3 separate regions of the Sus scrofa genome follow, and regions 1 and 2 are each linked to region 3. Evidence: chromatin contacts called from public Hi-C and HiChIP or PLAC-seq data. All regions are on one chromosome and are shown on one strand. Each heading gives the region's core, a stretch centred on a gene start, on an enhancer-like site or on the middle of the called end of the contact. The rest is flanking DNA. Distances are from core to core; before and after follow the strand shown.

Region 1 (5,085 bases), core at 298-2,797, 400 kb after region 3:
AATATAGCTGGAAGAGATTGAAATCTGCTCCCTAAATTACTTCTCCTCAGCCACTCTGTAGGAAAAGTCTTAGGCTCAGGCGCTGCAAGGAGGTCCTGCGGAGCACAGCTGGCGCGGGGACCCCGTGGAGGACGCAGGGCCACCCTAACGATCCCGGGTCTCGGCCCCCGATCTCCCCGCACGCTTTCGAGCCTGAGGTGCTCCGGGCCGACGGGCTTTCTCGGTGTGTACCCAGCCGAGAGGGGCTGGACCCGGGCGGGGACTTGGGACACTTCCTCGGGAGGAGAGCGAGGTGCACAGGGACAGCACGGCAGGGGGACCGGGGCTCGGCGGTTCCGCCGTCCGCCCGCGCGAACTGGGGAAGGCAGCCGGGGCTGCGCTCAGCCGGGGGCCGCGCGGGGGTCGGGATCGGAAGGATCGTTTTGTCCCGGAGCCGCACGGGGCCTGGCGTGGGAGGCCCGCTGGCCGGGCCGAGTCCGGGGGGCCGGCATCTAGAGCTTCCTGAGTGCCACCGGGGTGAGTTTGAGCACCGGAGCTTCCTACCGGAACGCGGGGCAAGAATGCAGCCCCCGCCACACTAGGGCGGGTCACTTTGCGGAGGAGAACCGGGAGAGCGGCTTGGAGTGGACTTTGTTAAGTGCCACTCAAGGATCGATTTGCTCTGGGCTTGACGTTTGACTTAGAAAACAACACCGCTGGGAAAAAACACCACCTAATAATTCGTGTAACAGGTCCTGCAAATCAAACCATCTCCTAAATGAAGGTGAATGTTGGCTTTGATATTTATTCAGGGGAAGGGTGTGGGAGCATTGTTTTCACCTCACGTCTCCAACACACACGTATCCGGACCAAACTTTCTACACGTGACTCTCACACTCACTTTTCGACCAGAAAACTTTTCCCCAGCCTTTACCCCTGTGTTGATGTCTCCCGACCTCTCTTTCCTCAGGAGTTTGGGAAGCGAGAGAAGAATTTTTTCTAAAGATAGTTAACACCGACCGCCTTTAACAGGCAGCGAGAGAGGGAGAAGGAGATGGAGATCAACTCCTGGCAAAGAACAAGAAGGAAATAAATAAATAAATAAATAAAGCAAGCAAGCTGACAGGGATTTCCACTTAAACGTCCTAAACCGGTGCCAGTCCCGGAAGGGCCCCCCTTGGAGTCCGGGCGTGGAGTGGGCGGGCATCTCCGGCCCGCCTCTCGCTCCTCCACTGTCCTTCCTATTTCTAACAGGCACACCACGATTCCGCCCGTGAAACATCTGGATGGGGACTCACATCCCCACACACGGGCAACTGCATCCAAGACTAGCTCCTGGGGAGCGAGCGCGGAAGTGAGTTCAGGACCTGGAGCGCAGCGCCCGGAGGGTCGGTGATCTCCCGGCGCTGGGTCTCTTGCATCCTTCCTACCAGCTGCTGCTGTCACCAGCCTCTGGCTCCGCCCCTCTGAGCCCCCCTTACCTCTCAGCCAATAGAAACCCCTGACTGCTTTCCACCGCCCCAAACCCTTTCCACACCCCCACGTTCTGGGAGCTGGTTGGCTGCCTTACCCTCAGCGAAGCTGCTGGATTTGCATGGCGCTCCGGGGTTCTGGTAGGTGGAGAGACCTGTCACTCCAGGTGGCCGGGCCCGCCCACTCTGCCTCGGTCCGCGGCTCTCTTCCTGCGCAGTTCTTCTCAGCCTCCGCGGGGAAGCGCCGGGGCTGCGCTCAGGGCTCAGTTCTCTGGACCGCGAGGAGGCAGCCCCGGCGAGCGGCCGTGCGCTGCGCACCGTGTGGAGGGGCCAGGGCGCGGGGGTGCGGTGCTCTGCTGGCCCCGAGCGCGGCGTCGCGCCACAGGAGCAGCCCCCGGCCAGCAGTTGCCGCCGCCGCCCGACTTTCGTTCCAGTTGCGGCTCCTCAGGGCAACATGTCAAAAGCCGCCGCCGCTACAGCTGCCGCCGCCACCTGGGGAAGAGCAGCCGCAGAAGCAGCAGCAGCAGCGGCGGCCGCGGGCGCGCGGGGGCAATAAGCCCAACCACCCGGCGTCCAGGGAACCCTCTCTGCGCTCACTGCTCCGGCGGGACCCGCGCCATGTGCTGAGCCATGCCCCTCGCCGCGCCCGCGGGCAGCGCATGGGGCAGCGCCTGAGCGGCGGCCGATCCTGCCTCGATGTCCCCGGCCGGCTCCTGCAGCAGCAGCCGCCGCCGCCCCCGCCGCCGGTGAGGAGGAAGCTCGCGCTGCTCTTCGCCATGCTCTGCGTCTGGCTCTACATGTTCCTGTACTCGTGCGCCGGCTCGTGCGCCGCCGCGCCGGGGCTGCTGCTGCTGGGCTCGGGGTCCCGCGCCGCCCACGCCCCGCCGGCGCTGGCCGCGGGCTCCGTCGGGCCTCCCCCGAGGCAGCGGCTCCCGGCGGCGCTTGCCACCCCGCTGGCGGCCGGCGGGGAGACGGCCGAGGGCGCCGCGAGCCAAGAGGAGCGGAGTCCTGAGGCGCCGGACGCCCCCAGCTCCATCTCCACCTTCTTCAGCGGGTCCGGGAGCAAGCAGCTGCCGCAGGCCATCATCATCGGCGTGAAGAAGGGCGGCACGCGGGCGCTGCTCGAGTTCCTGCGCGTGCACCCCGACGTGCGCGCCGTGGGCGCCGAGCCCCACTTCTTCGACCGCAGCTACGACAAGGGCCTCGCCTGGTACCGGTGAGTTTCCCCGGCACGGCCGGGCCGGGCCGCGCGACGGGGAGAGGAGGGGACGCGGCACGTGCTGGGGGCGGTGACAGGGCCCAGCCTGGCACCCCGGGGCCGGGGGGGCCCGCCTCGGCCGCGCGGCGCTGGCCCTCAGCGCGGTGCCGGGTGCGCCGCGCGCCGCGCTCCCCACCGCCCGGAGAAACTTCTGGAAGCGCTCTGGCGGGTCAGGGGCCCCAGCGCCCTAGACCGAACCTGGCGGTCCCTCCTCAAAGAAGGGGCGGGCGTGGGGCGCAGCGACCGGGACGGTGCTGCGGGAAGCGCGCAGCCTCTGACTGCGGCCCCGTCCCAGGCGAATCCCGCCGGCGCTTCCGCTCGGGTCCGGGAGCGTCTGCGCCCCGCCGGTCGCCGCCGCCGCCCCGGGACCAGCTCCCAGAGCAGCCTCTGCTGCCCAGATGGGGACGGGTGGGGGCGGAGGCCGCGGGGCGTCTGCTCGCTCGCAGACCGGCTTCGCGGGCGGGCAGCCGGGGCTCGGGCGGGCGGCCCGGCGGGCGCGGCGCGTGGAGCTGTGCTGGTCCCTGTCGGGCAGAGGCGCGCACTGCAGCCGGCGGGAGGGAGGCGCGCGGCTCTGAAGGCTTCCCCCGCGCGGCCCGGGCCGGTGCCGAGAGAGCCGGGGCGGGGACGGGGTCCCCGCGGGCCCTCGACACGTGCGGTGCGAAGAGTGTTTGGGGCCATTGATTGGGAAATGCAGGTTGCCCAGAGCTCGGGGCTTCGGGAAACTCAGTTCTCGGGTCGAGTTGTGTGGGGGTCGGGTTCCAAAGAGACAGCGGCCCCCGGGGGCATAACCCCGACCTCTGCCCAAGGCTTCCTGGAGTCTTTAGGGTGAACTGTTGGATTGGCCGAGTTTCCGGTGAGGCGCGGGTGGGCAGGCGGTCCAGGCTCCAGCCCTTCGGAAATCTCGTCGCCAACCCGGGGCCTGGCCACTGGCTCCCATCCCTTCCCCCGCTCCAACCCCTACCAGCCTGACTCCCTCGTGTCCCAGGCACCCCTCCAGGCCCAATTAGCCTCCCGGAGGCTGGAGACTTCGGAAAACAAAAGGGGAGAGCCACACTGAACCCCATTCCCTGCCCCCATCCCCGCTTTGGGAACCGGGAGAGGTTGGAAGATAAAAGGGGGCTGACCGAGCGGATTAAAACCGCTCTCTTCCCAGCCTCGCCCTCCCCCTCCCTTTTGTCCTAATGTTTTTATTATTGTCCGGAGTTGCCCAAGTCTCGAGGTTTAGCCAGCCGTGACAGTCAGCCCTTTCTACCGTCCCCGGGCCCTGGCCACCGGTTGTTGCGCAGAGGGGCTCTGGATCCCCTGGCCGGGATGCACGACCCAGCCCTGGCAGCTCGCTGGTCGCGCGGGTCTCAGTGCTCTCATCTGGGCAGTGGGCAGTGCGGTTCTCCTGCGCTGGGGAGGAGCAACTGCGCCGGCGCGGTCAGGTGCCTGGCTGGCAGGCGGGGGGCCTAATTGCCAGCTATTGTCACCGATTGTATTGTTGTCATTACTTCTGCCACCGCCGCTCCTCCTCCCCCTGGGATGCCGATTCCGGGGGCGGGGGTGGCAGGCTGTAACTAGCGTCCCTTCGGGTAGAAGCCACCGGAGGCCGGAGGCAGCCCGGGATTTTCTGAGATCGGACGCGCTGAGATCCGGGCTGGGAGGGACCGGCCGGAAAAGAACTGAATCCTTAACGTCGGGCGGTTCTAGAAGCACCTGGGGCGGGCTGTGGAAATCCCCATAGGAAGATGCCCGCAACCTGCCGGGCGGCCGCCGTCCTCCTGCCCGGTTCCTTTTGACTGACTCACAAACGCTGAAGTCGCGCTGGAAAGGCTGGCCGCGCGCCTGAAGCAGGGAGCGCTGCCCGGGAGCTTCGGGCAGGATCAGTGCCCGGGGCCGCCGTGCGAGCGGCCAGCGGGGAGGCTGGGCTTGGGAGGCCCCCGGGCCTGGCCGGGCCGCCGGGTCGGGAAGTGCATCCTCGTCCCGAGCCACCTCTCTACACTGACCAGCAGGACTCACCCCGCCCGGGAGGCCCAAGCGGTGACACCGCGGAGCGCGCGGCGGGACCAGCGAACTGCAAACGCAGCAGCTCGCCCCGCCGGGCGTGGCCGCAGGGTAGGTGGATTTTTTTTTTTTCCCCCTCAAAGGGGAAAAAAGAGAATCTTTTAAATCCCCTGCTCAGTCAAAACTTTTAAATTAATTTGGAATGTTCCGGGTGTCTAGGCAAATGGTTGAACTGAATTATTTTGATGGTGGCCGTTAACTTTGAAAACAGACCACACTGGGAGAAGAAGCTGACCTAGGAGATTTTTTGCTAAAATCTGGTTTCCAGGGGGCACCGTTCGCCACCCACTCCCTCCGGAGTTCCGTGTGCCAGGCCCAGCTCTGCCGCTC
Region 2 (4,615 bases), core at 2,072-4,571, 280 kb after region 3:
ATTGGCCACTCGGGGAGCTTCTTTGAAAAAACTCTATTCAGATCCTTCCTTTGCCTATCCCTTAGGTTGTGAAATTTATTTTGCTTTTCGATAGTTCTGTGCCAACAGATTAAGCTGTGCATCTAAGCTGGGATTTTTCCTACAGAACACTAGTCTTTATCATAGGGAATTCATCAAGGCTTTCAAAGAGTTAGCATCTACTCAGAAGTCACGTCATATGGTATAAATGCAGATTTGATTCAGCACAGACTCCCTAAGAAGAAATTTTATTGAAATTTTGCTTTCAAATTTTGAAGCAAATCCACAATGGGACAACATGGGACTTGAAAGTAGCTTAGTTTTTAGCTGAGTGCTAAGGCATTACCTAGGTGAAGTGCGATAACATTAATTGTAAGCGACAAAGTACAAAGTTTTACATTGATTATTTAGACTCATGTTTAAAAATACATAAGCAAGTGATCGCTGTAGTTAATGACATTAACATAAAATTGAATATGATTCAACTTTCAGTAATGATGGGATAATTAAAATTATACTTTTAGCTAAAAATAATGCTTTTAATTCTTCATAGCTCTTTCCATAAGCAATATTGAACAAAACAAGCAGGTTAAAAGCATAACCTACAAAACATCCTTATTTTACATGAAATGTGAAAACCCCCAAATCCACAGTGAAATAAATACGCAGAACTGTGGGGCTCTACAACATTTCATTAGTGAAGATCCTCAGGCAGGGTAGGGCCAGGAAAGAAGATGACGACATGGAAAGATGCTGGCCTGGATGTCTGCAGACAAAGGTCTATCACAGAGAGTCAATTACTTCACCTTTTCGGACCTCAGTTTCCAAATCCATAAAATGAAAAGATGTAGCTGGATGGACATCTGAGGCCCATCTCTACACGTCCTATTAATCTACAGTGACCAAAGGGCATGGCTGGTGGATTGGATGGCATTTTCTAAGGAAAAGTAAGTCCAATGAGGCAAGATCGTTCCAAATCGGGGAGTCAGATCCACTTTAGAATAAGAAAAACTGTCCATACAAACAGTCTAATCCCCTAATGGTTTGCTCAATTGTCCGGCTGTGTGTGTGTGTGTGTGTGTGTGTGTGTGCATGCACACACGTGCACACGCACATGCACACACACAAAGCTAGCACTTTCCAAGTTTTGATGCTATTTCACAAAACGGTTGTCCCAAATACTTGGAAAACAACAGGTTCAGCAAAGTTGTGGCAGACCCTTTTAGCTGCTTAACCAAAACCCATTCTCTCTACTTTTTTCTCCATTTAACATCATTTTAGTTTGATTTGAGGCGGCAGGATGTCTGGACTGTGGACTGTGACCAGCCTAGGTTTATCATTGTAGTCCTGCTCTCTGCTCCCTCAGCCTCCCTGCAGCTACGGGTGGCAGGGGCCAAATCGCTTTATGGCCATGGAAGTCTCTTCTTCCAGAAGTACCTCCAGGGATTACTTTTCCGGGGCCTATGTTTTGGGATTATTGACACAGACTAACTTAATTACATAGTGGACAGAAGAATATACTCCCTGGCCAATCCTGCCAGAATGTTACTCATCTTTTAGGCGTTTCTCCCATATAACATTTATTCCAGTTTCTCTCAATAAATAAAAATCTGTAATTCATTCACATACTGGAACTTACCTTGGCCCCATTTTTGGAAAGGATTGAAAATGAAGGGGAAAAAAATCTGTTGGCTAAGGAGGAACACGTCTACTAAGTTTCTTGTCTAGCACAAGGCTACAGAACTCAGGAATTCGTATTTTCTGAGTACACAAAACATAACACGCATGTGAATCAACCTTTTAGACGTAGCTGTCCTGTCCAAAAAAAAAAAAAAAAAAAGCCTGGAATCTAGTGACTCTCAGTTCTGTGTACCAAAATCACCTGTGATGCTGTAAAAAGAAAATTATAGGTGCCTTCCATGCACTGCACACCCCTCCGACTTAATAGGTCTGGAGGTGGCTCAGGCATCCATCATTTTCAAAGCCCCAGGGTGACTGACTGGTGGCCAAGGTTGAAGTACAGTGCTTTATAAATCACAGAGGCTGCGATGTTCAAGACGTTCAAGGCGAATAAAGCCTTAAGCCGCGGTGGAAACCACCTGCTAAGCGGTACCAGTTGGGTCTGGAACTCAGCAGCTGGGTGACTCTGGGCAGATAAAACCTGGGCCTTAAAGAGTCCTTCCAAAGAGGTGAACTTTTGCTATGGATGTCCACGCCGAACGTTTATAAAAGCACATGTAGAATTACAAAGGTGTTTGGAAACGTTTCACGTAGTATTTAATCTGAGTATCGTGTCATGGAAGATCCCTTCCCTGCCCTGTTCGCAGGGAAAAATCTATTTCCTTCCAACGGGATAGGAAATTTCAATCTGCGAGGCCTTCCCTGATCCACCCACCCAGAACTGTTACCTTGACCGGGTTTCTGGGGCAGGTTCTCCATCTCCCCTTCACACTGGCCTCGTTACCTGCCACCCCCGGCGCCACTGGCACACTATGGGCGCCTGCACAAGCAGGGGGTCTCGGTCTTTTCAGTACCCCCCGTGACGGGCGATGTCAGCGGAGACGAACCCAAGGGCCGTCGCTCGCCTGAGCACGGACGCCAGGGAAACGACCCTCCCGAACTCGGTTATGCAGCCCGCTTCTCTTCCCAAGGCCGATCGCTCTCCCCCTGCACTGTGACTGTGGTCCTCTGACCCCGAAACCCCCCGAGGGAGGCCGCGAGGGCTGCCGAGACGCGCCCTCCCAACCACCACACGGACAACTGGCTGGTTCCGGCCCGCGGCTGGCACCCGGCTGGCTTCCCGCTGAGGCGGCGGCGTTTAATGCCCCACCACCTCCGAGGACCGTACGCTGCGATGGTCCCCGTCGCACCGCCGCAGAACCAAGCTCAGGGGGCTCAGGCAACCCGCTCGACAGGTCAGGGGTCAGGAGGCGGAGCCAGGAGCCCAGGCGTCGCTCCAGCGCGCGAAGTCTTAAACCCTACACGCACCTTCCTCATCCCGAGATGCTCGGACGACTCCCCGCTGTGGCTCAGGGACCAGGCCCCCGAGGTCGCCGGTCCCTGCCTCTGACAGCGAACGCGGGAAAGCTGTAACCGCCCGGACGGGAAGGTGGAGGCACCGACCCCAGGGCGTCTCCTCCTGCCGGCGCCTCAGGGATCCCAGGAGGCCCTGCCCACCGTCCGACACCCCTGGGGTCCGGCCAGGCAGGCGGCCCTCACCTCCCGCCGCAGCCCCCCACTTCCGGGTCCCGCTCGCCGGAAATGACGGACCGGAAGCGCCGCTCTTCTCACGGGAGGGCGGGGAAAGAAGATGGCGGCGCCCAGCAGCCGGTGAGGGGAGAGGACACCGGGCTCCCAGTAGGGGCGGCCCGACTCGTGCGTGATGGCCGCATCCCCGCACACTCTCTCCCCACGCCTCCTGACAGGTACTGCACCCGCCCCCGGGCACGACTTTGGGGGAATTCGCTTCTCTTTGCCACGTGCAACGCCGTGGTGCGGCTGGCTGCAACCTTGGGAGCCCTTGGCGAGGTCATCTGGGCACCCGTGGAGGAAGTGAGCTTTGGAGTAGCCTTAAGTGCCGAGGCTGCGGAGCTGGGGTCCAGCCTCGCACTGGGGTCCAGCCTCGCACTGGGGTCCCGGGGGTCCGCGCGGCCTCCATCCCCTCCCACCCACCCCGGGGGGTAGGGCGGGCGGGCGGGCGATGTCTGGTGCTTCTTTGTTAAGAGACAGTGGAGGCTGCAGAAGGGAGGACCGCGTAGAACCGAGGGGCTTCACCATACTCTTTGTTGGCTTATCAGAGCCTTAGAGCCTAGTCGTTTGTAAGTGACTCGTAAGTTTCACTTGTAAACCCAGGACTAGGGAAGTGCTAACCACCCGCCCCGCCCGGCCCCTGGAGCCTTGTTTCAATACTAAGCTTCTTGATGACAGTGATAAAGATAATGACCACGTCCGACACCGGGCCATAACCACCCCTACCCCCAACTTTTGTCTTTCCACCATTCGCGTGGTCCCTGATAACCCTCCACATCAAGGACCTGTCACAACTCTTATGTTGAAAGTGGAAAGAACCTTCTTGGCCTTTGGCTAGGTCTCACCTCCAGTGGCACCCGTTCAGAGAGGCCTGACCACCCTACCTAAAGTGGAGCCCCCTTGCCCCCTTTCTCACATCACCCTGTTTCTTTCATTGTGGTTAGTTAGCACCATCTGTAATTGTTTGTTTACAACCGCTTTATTATGTACTTCCTCCATGTATTCTAATGGAACCTTGAGAAGGCAGGGGCAGTGTCTCTCTGCTTCAGTGCTGTGTCCCCAGTGCCGGAAGCAGTAACTGGGTGCATTGTTGGTGCTCAGTAATTATTCGTGAATGAATGAAATTTGTCCTGATGGAGCTATTCAAGGAGCAGTTGGGCATTGTTTGGCCCTTGGTCATTTAGGATGATGACTGATGTGTGAGGAACGTGTTGCTGGTGGTCCAGACTGGAGATGAGTAGAAGACAGGGACGCCCTTTTGGTTAAATCCCAGAAACGTTTTTAGGCCTCACCTATCCCTGGCTCTCTGCAGCATCTGGCAGTGTTGATCACAGTGACTCTGAAATTC
Region 3 (4,654 bases), core at 2,090-4,589:
CAGATTTAACAGCACCTCAGAGTCCCACATTGTCTTAGATCTTTCTGGCAGCTGATTTGAAATGTGTTCATGTAGAGCACTGCACCAGGCCGAATTCACTGCAAACTGCTATAGATAAGAGTTTTAGGGGTCTTTAATCACTTCTTTCTTGTGTCCTTGATGGAAAAAACAGAGCTCCTTTGTGCTAAGAAGAAGGACCTGTTGTTTCCAGATTCAACAGGTCATTTTTATAAGAACTTCCCAGAGGATACAACATAAATGACAGAAACACAAGGGGATTTTTTTAAGTGGCTGATGATTTTAAATGATATATATTCTATAGTAAGGGGAGGCTGTTTGTTTTTCTTTCCAACAAATGGAAAGTTACTGTTTGAAACATGGCTCATGTTTGAGTTGGTCGCTTAGGACCCAATGTTTTCTCATGCGTTGGGTTACTGCAAAGCTGGCTCCTGACATCCATCTCGGTGCTTGATCCTCATGTAAATAAACTTGTCAAATCGTGTCCATTTCTGTTTGGGGGATGAATGGTTAATTGAGTGGGGCTTTTGAAATATATTTAAGTGGTGTTGTAACTTTTGTAATATGGTTTCAGCTAAAGGAACAAGGGGAACGCATATTTAATGAACAAGATGAAACTTTACAAAATAGAAAATTCTGGCCAGGCAACTTTTCCTTGGACTCGGAGGGAAGAAAAAAGGCCAATGTTTTATGGCAAACAAAATCCAGGTGACACTAAGATTTATTAGAGTCTGGCTTATTCTACTATTAAAAGTGGCCTGAATTTGAGAAGACTGGCAAGTTTAAGATGAAGGTCGGAATCAGCCTTGTTTCCTACACTGCATTAGGAGGGTTTGTCACAAGGTAACCAGGGCCCCTAGTTTTTCCACTTTTCTTTTTAAAAAAATTTGGCTACCTCATTGGTAAAAGAGAATTTGTGTGAAGATCTTTAGAAAAGTTTCTACCAGGCCAGAGACAAAGTACTCTTCCCTACAAACAGGGAAAGCATTTTACACAAGTCATTCCTTGCCTGCCCCCCCCAAAGTTAATACCAACACAGCCTTCTTTAAACCGTGCTCTGGCAACGACCCCCCCAAAGCCTGGAGTCTAGCTCCTGACAGTTCAAGGACCTACACTACTTACCCCCTCGGACAATTATATGGCAAAGAGTTAAGGAAAATAATAAGAAAATGTGCGGTGGCAAAGCCCGCGTTAACCACAGGAACTGCCCGCCCGATGAAGAAACTAAAACAGGCTCCCCCGGCAAAGGAATCACTAGGTTACATGTCTAAGTAACTGGTGAACAGGGTTCTATCTTGAGAGGGACCTCCTTCCCGCCCCCCCAAGCTAACCGGCGCTGATAACTTTCCCAGAGCGGAGAAAACGACGAGATTGGCTCTTTGGGGAGAAGGGAATCCCAAGGACTAAAGAAAAAAATCTCGAAGGCCAGCCTTTCCCTCCCTCCGCCAACACCCACTTGCCGGGAAGGAGGAGACCCCTCATTCTAAGGCCGATGACGGACGACCCTTTGACCTCCGCACGAAACAGGGAGGGAGGTGGGCTGGGGGTCCCACGCGCTCCTCCGGCCCGCACCCCGCGCCCTGGCTGTCCCCGCCGGGTCCTACGCAGCTCACCGGTACCAGGCGAGGCCCTTGTCGTAGCTGCGGTCGAAGAAGTGGGGCTCGGCGCCCACGGCGCGCACGTCGGGGTGCACGCGCAGGAACTCGAGCAGCGCCCGCGTGCCGCCCTTCTTCACGCCGATGATGATGGCCTGCGGCAGCTGCTTACTGCCTTCGTCCAGGAGCAGGGCTAGGGTCCCCGGCGGGGGCTCGGCCACGCTGCTCCCGGCCCCGGAGCCGCCGGGACTCCCCGCCAGGCCCGGGGGCTCCTCTTCCCAGGCCGCCTCCTCGCCGTCGCCGTGCGGTGCGGGCGGCCGGTGCTTCCGCCACGGCTGCACTTGCAGGAGGCGTTTTTTCCGCGCGGCCGCAGGCCACGCCGCCAGCTCTCCCAGGCCTCCAGCCGGGACGCTGCGACCCGGAGCCCAGCCTCCTCGCCGCCTCCCGACAGCCCCACGACGGGCCGAGAAAGGGTCTGGCAGCGCTCGGCCAGGCAGTAGAAGACGTACAGGGACGTGAGCAGGGAGCAGAGCATCAGCAAGAACTTCCGGAAGATGCGGCGGGACAGCGGCTCGGGCAAGGTGGGGTGGGCGCCGGCCGGGTCCGGAGGGGCCATCCTAGCCGGAGGCGACGTCGGGCAGCGAGCGGGCCATCCTAGGCTGGGGCTCCGCCAGGTGCCATGACATCCTCCGAGAGGGCCTGCGCGCTGCACGGAGGCCACATCGCCCTGCGCCCCTGCGGCCGTGCGCGCTGCCCAGGCGGCGGCGGCGGCCGGGGCTCCCCGAGCCCCTCGCGGGATCCCAGCCACCGGTCGAGGGGGCGGGAAGGGGGACGCGGTGCTGTGCTTAAGAAACCATCGTCTTAGACTCGCCCAAGTCCTGAGGCTGGGGCCGCGCTCGGCGCCCCAGTTCCCCGAGAGTCGACGGAATAAGGGTCTTGGTGGTGGGGGCCAAGGCGTGCGTCTCAGCCCCGGGCCAGAGCAGCCTCTCGGCAGGGGTCCCGGCTCAGCGACCGTGCATCCCTCGCTCGGTCCGGTTGAGAGGATGCTCGGCTCCCGGGCCGATGAGCTCCGTGCGCTCCAGACCGCGGCGGGCACAGTGCCTCCCAGTCGCGGCTTCCTCGGTCTCCGGCCCGCCTCGGTCCCTCTCGGTTCTGGGGCTTGGTCCCCGAGTTCCTCTGCCCGGGCGGGAGCCAGCGCCCTCTCCGTGCGCGCCTGGCCGCTCGGCGGCTCTCGGGCCCCACCTGGGAGCGACGAGCTGGAGCCGGGCTGCGCGGGACCTGTCAGCGGCCGCGGCCACTGCGCTCGCTGCTGCCCCGCTGCCTCCCAGGCCGTCGTCGCCGCCACACGTGGGGTTCCGAGGGCAGCAAACTTGGCGGTGACGTCAACGGCCTGGGCCGGACCAGCCCCCGGAGGAGCGCGTTGGGGAGGGCGGGGTGCAACGGAGAAAAGGTGGCGCGGACCCCGCGGCGGCCGCCCAATGACATCGGAGAGGGCGGGGGCGACCGCGGCGACGCCCCTTCCACACCCCGCCCACCGCCTCCCTCCCCAGCCCGCAGCCTGGCCCCCTTGGAGCCGAGCAGGGCTGCAGCGCTCCCGGGACCTCTGACTGACAGCCTGGGCGGCCGGATCCCGGGGGCCTGACTTCCACCCAGCCAGCCGCGCTCCATCAGGGGCTCCCATCCTCTCCGCCTCTGCTCTTCGCAGCCCTGACCCCTCCGGGTCCCCTGCGCTCTGCTTCCCTGTGGCCTGGGCCACTACAGCCTTCGCCCGCCCCGCCCCCCCCCCCCCCGCCACCTCCCCAAACCTTCGGAAGTTTGGTTGGCGGCTGTTCCCGCGACCGCGCCGCGCGCCACGCCCCCATTTGTCTGGGGCGGACGGAATTCCTCTGCAGCCGCTCTGCCTCCCACCTACTCTGCTGTCCACTGCGGGCTCCGGAGCAAAGCCTCTCTCCCCTCAGCAGTGTTTGGTGTTTTTGCTCTTAATTGTTCCCCCCTTGTATTATTAGTTTAGGGTGATCAGAGTTCCCCAAGACCTGGAAAGCTAGCAGCCTCTTAGGAAAGGAGCCAATCAATGAATAAGGGGAGAAATTAAGATTAAAAAAAAAAAAAAAAAAAAACCCCAGTTCCGAATCCAAATCCATATGCCCAGTTTTTGATGAAGATTTTTGAATGCCTCTACGTGTACACGTGTGTGTATGTGTGTGTGTGTGTGTGTGTGTGTGCGCGCGTGCGCGCGCGCGCCTCGGCGATGGAGTTAAATGTCCTTTCCTAAGCAGCGGTTTCCTCTTTCTCCGGCCTTCTCTGACCCAACATCCTCTTCTTGCGCTCGGGGAGAGCAGGGCAGGAAGGGATACAAATCGCCTTGCTGTTTAATGGAGGGAGGTGGCGCGTGGAACCTGCATGAGGCGGTTTCTAATTCCAATCCGATTTGTTGCTGATTTCTTGGCTTCCTAGTCTCAGCAGGGCGCCCCGCAATGTGGGTGGCAGCCTGACTTCTTCACCCCCACCCTTGCGAGCTGAGCAGGCGGCTTTCTGGGCGCACTGTGGGTGCTGACCAGGGCCGGCAGCAGCGGCCGCAGTGTCAGGGCTGCAGGAAACACAAGGAATTCCTGCTGTCCAGTGTCCAGACCTCGCCGCCTGCCTTCCTCGCCCCATTTGACACGGGATGGGTCAGGGACGTCCTTCTGAACCTGCCAAGGGGGACCTGTTGGTGCTGACCCTGTGCCTAGGTGGAACTGGCCTATGTGTGAGGCTGGATGAATACTCTTCTGGCCGTGGTTTTTTGCTTATGAAGAACCCACCCCAACGTATCCTGCACACTGGGGAAGACCTCGTTAGGATGGATGCGGCGCCATAAAGCAATGCATGGGCTTCTGCAAGGATGAACAGCAAGTCCTGCCAAAGCTCTCATGCCTCCTTGTGTCCTAGGATTGGATATGGTTGATCCAGTTGAGGTTTAATACGAACTTGAATATACTTTAAAGTTTGTCTCTAGGTATTTCACTCTGATTTGTAGAAGTAAAACAAGCAAACAAAAAAAG

Evidence for each region. A called contact is a pair of places that touch in the nucleus more often than the background predicts. HiChIP or PLAC-seq counts read pairs in DNA pulled down with a chosen protein or histone mark.
Region 1: a Hi-C map of fetal skeletal muscle shows a contact between it and region 3, with 2.9 times the contacts expected there. The contact joins the promoter of HS3ST3B1 here to the promoter of HS3ST3A1 in region 3. A contact is called at or near these places in 2 of 5 promoter capture datasets (fetal skeletal muscle and liver), 12 of 47 Hi-C or Micro-C datasets (embryonic fibroblasts, epiblast stem cells, fetal heart ventricle and 6 more) and 2 of 2 datasets of contacts at active chromatin or transcription factors (alveolar macrophages and skeletal muscle).
Region 2: an H3K27ac HiChIP or PLAC-seq map of alveolar macrophages shows a contact between it and region 3. The contact joins the promoter of COX10 here to the promoter of HS3ST3A1 in region 3. A contact is called at or near these places in 1 of 5 promoter capture datasets (fetal skeletal muscle), 2 of 47 Hi-C or Micro-C datasets (embryonic fibroblasts and fetal skeletal muscle) and 1 of 2 datasets of contacts at active chromatin or transcription factors (alveolar macrophages).

What each region holds. Positions count from the first base shown.
Region 1 is chr12:58,124,930-58,130,014 of Sscrofa11.1, forward strand. HS3ST3B1 (heparan sulfate glucosamine 3-O-sulfotransferase 3B1) reads left to right here and starts at 1,548. Exons shown (of 2, transcript XM_003483118.4): 1 at 1,548-2,667. The coding sequence starts at 1,574. LOC106505533 (a long non-coding RNA gene) reads right to left here and starts at 1,436. Exons shown (of 2, transcript XR_001300053.2): 1 at 1,278-1,436.
Region 2 is chr12:58,008,510-58,013,124 of Sscrofa11.1, forward strand. COX10 (COX10 homolog, cytochrome c oxidase assembly protein, heme A: farnesyltransferase (yeast)) reads left to right here and starts at 3,322. Exons shown (of 7, transcript NM_001244626.1): 1 at 3,322-3,443. The coding sequence starts at 3,401. LOC106508625 (a long non-coding RNA gene) reads right to left here and starts at 3,000. Exons shown (of 5, transcript XR_002336855.1): 1 at 1-3,000.
Region 3 is chr12:57,727,361-57,732,014 of Sscrofa11.1, forward strand. HS3ST3A1 (heparan sulfate glucosamine 3-O-sulfotransferase 3A1) reads right to left here and starts at 3,340. Exons shown (of 3, transcript XM_003483116.4): 1 at 2,040-3,340; 2 at 1,632-2,037. The coding sequence starts at 3,294.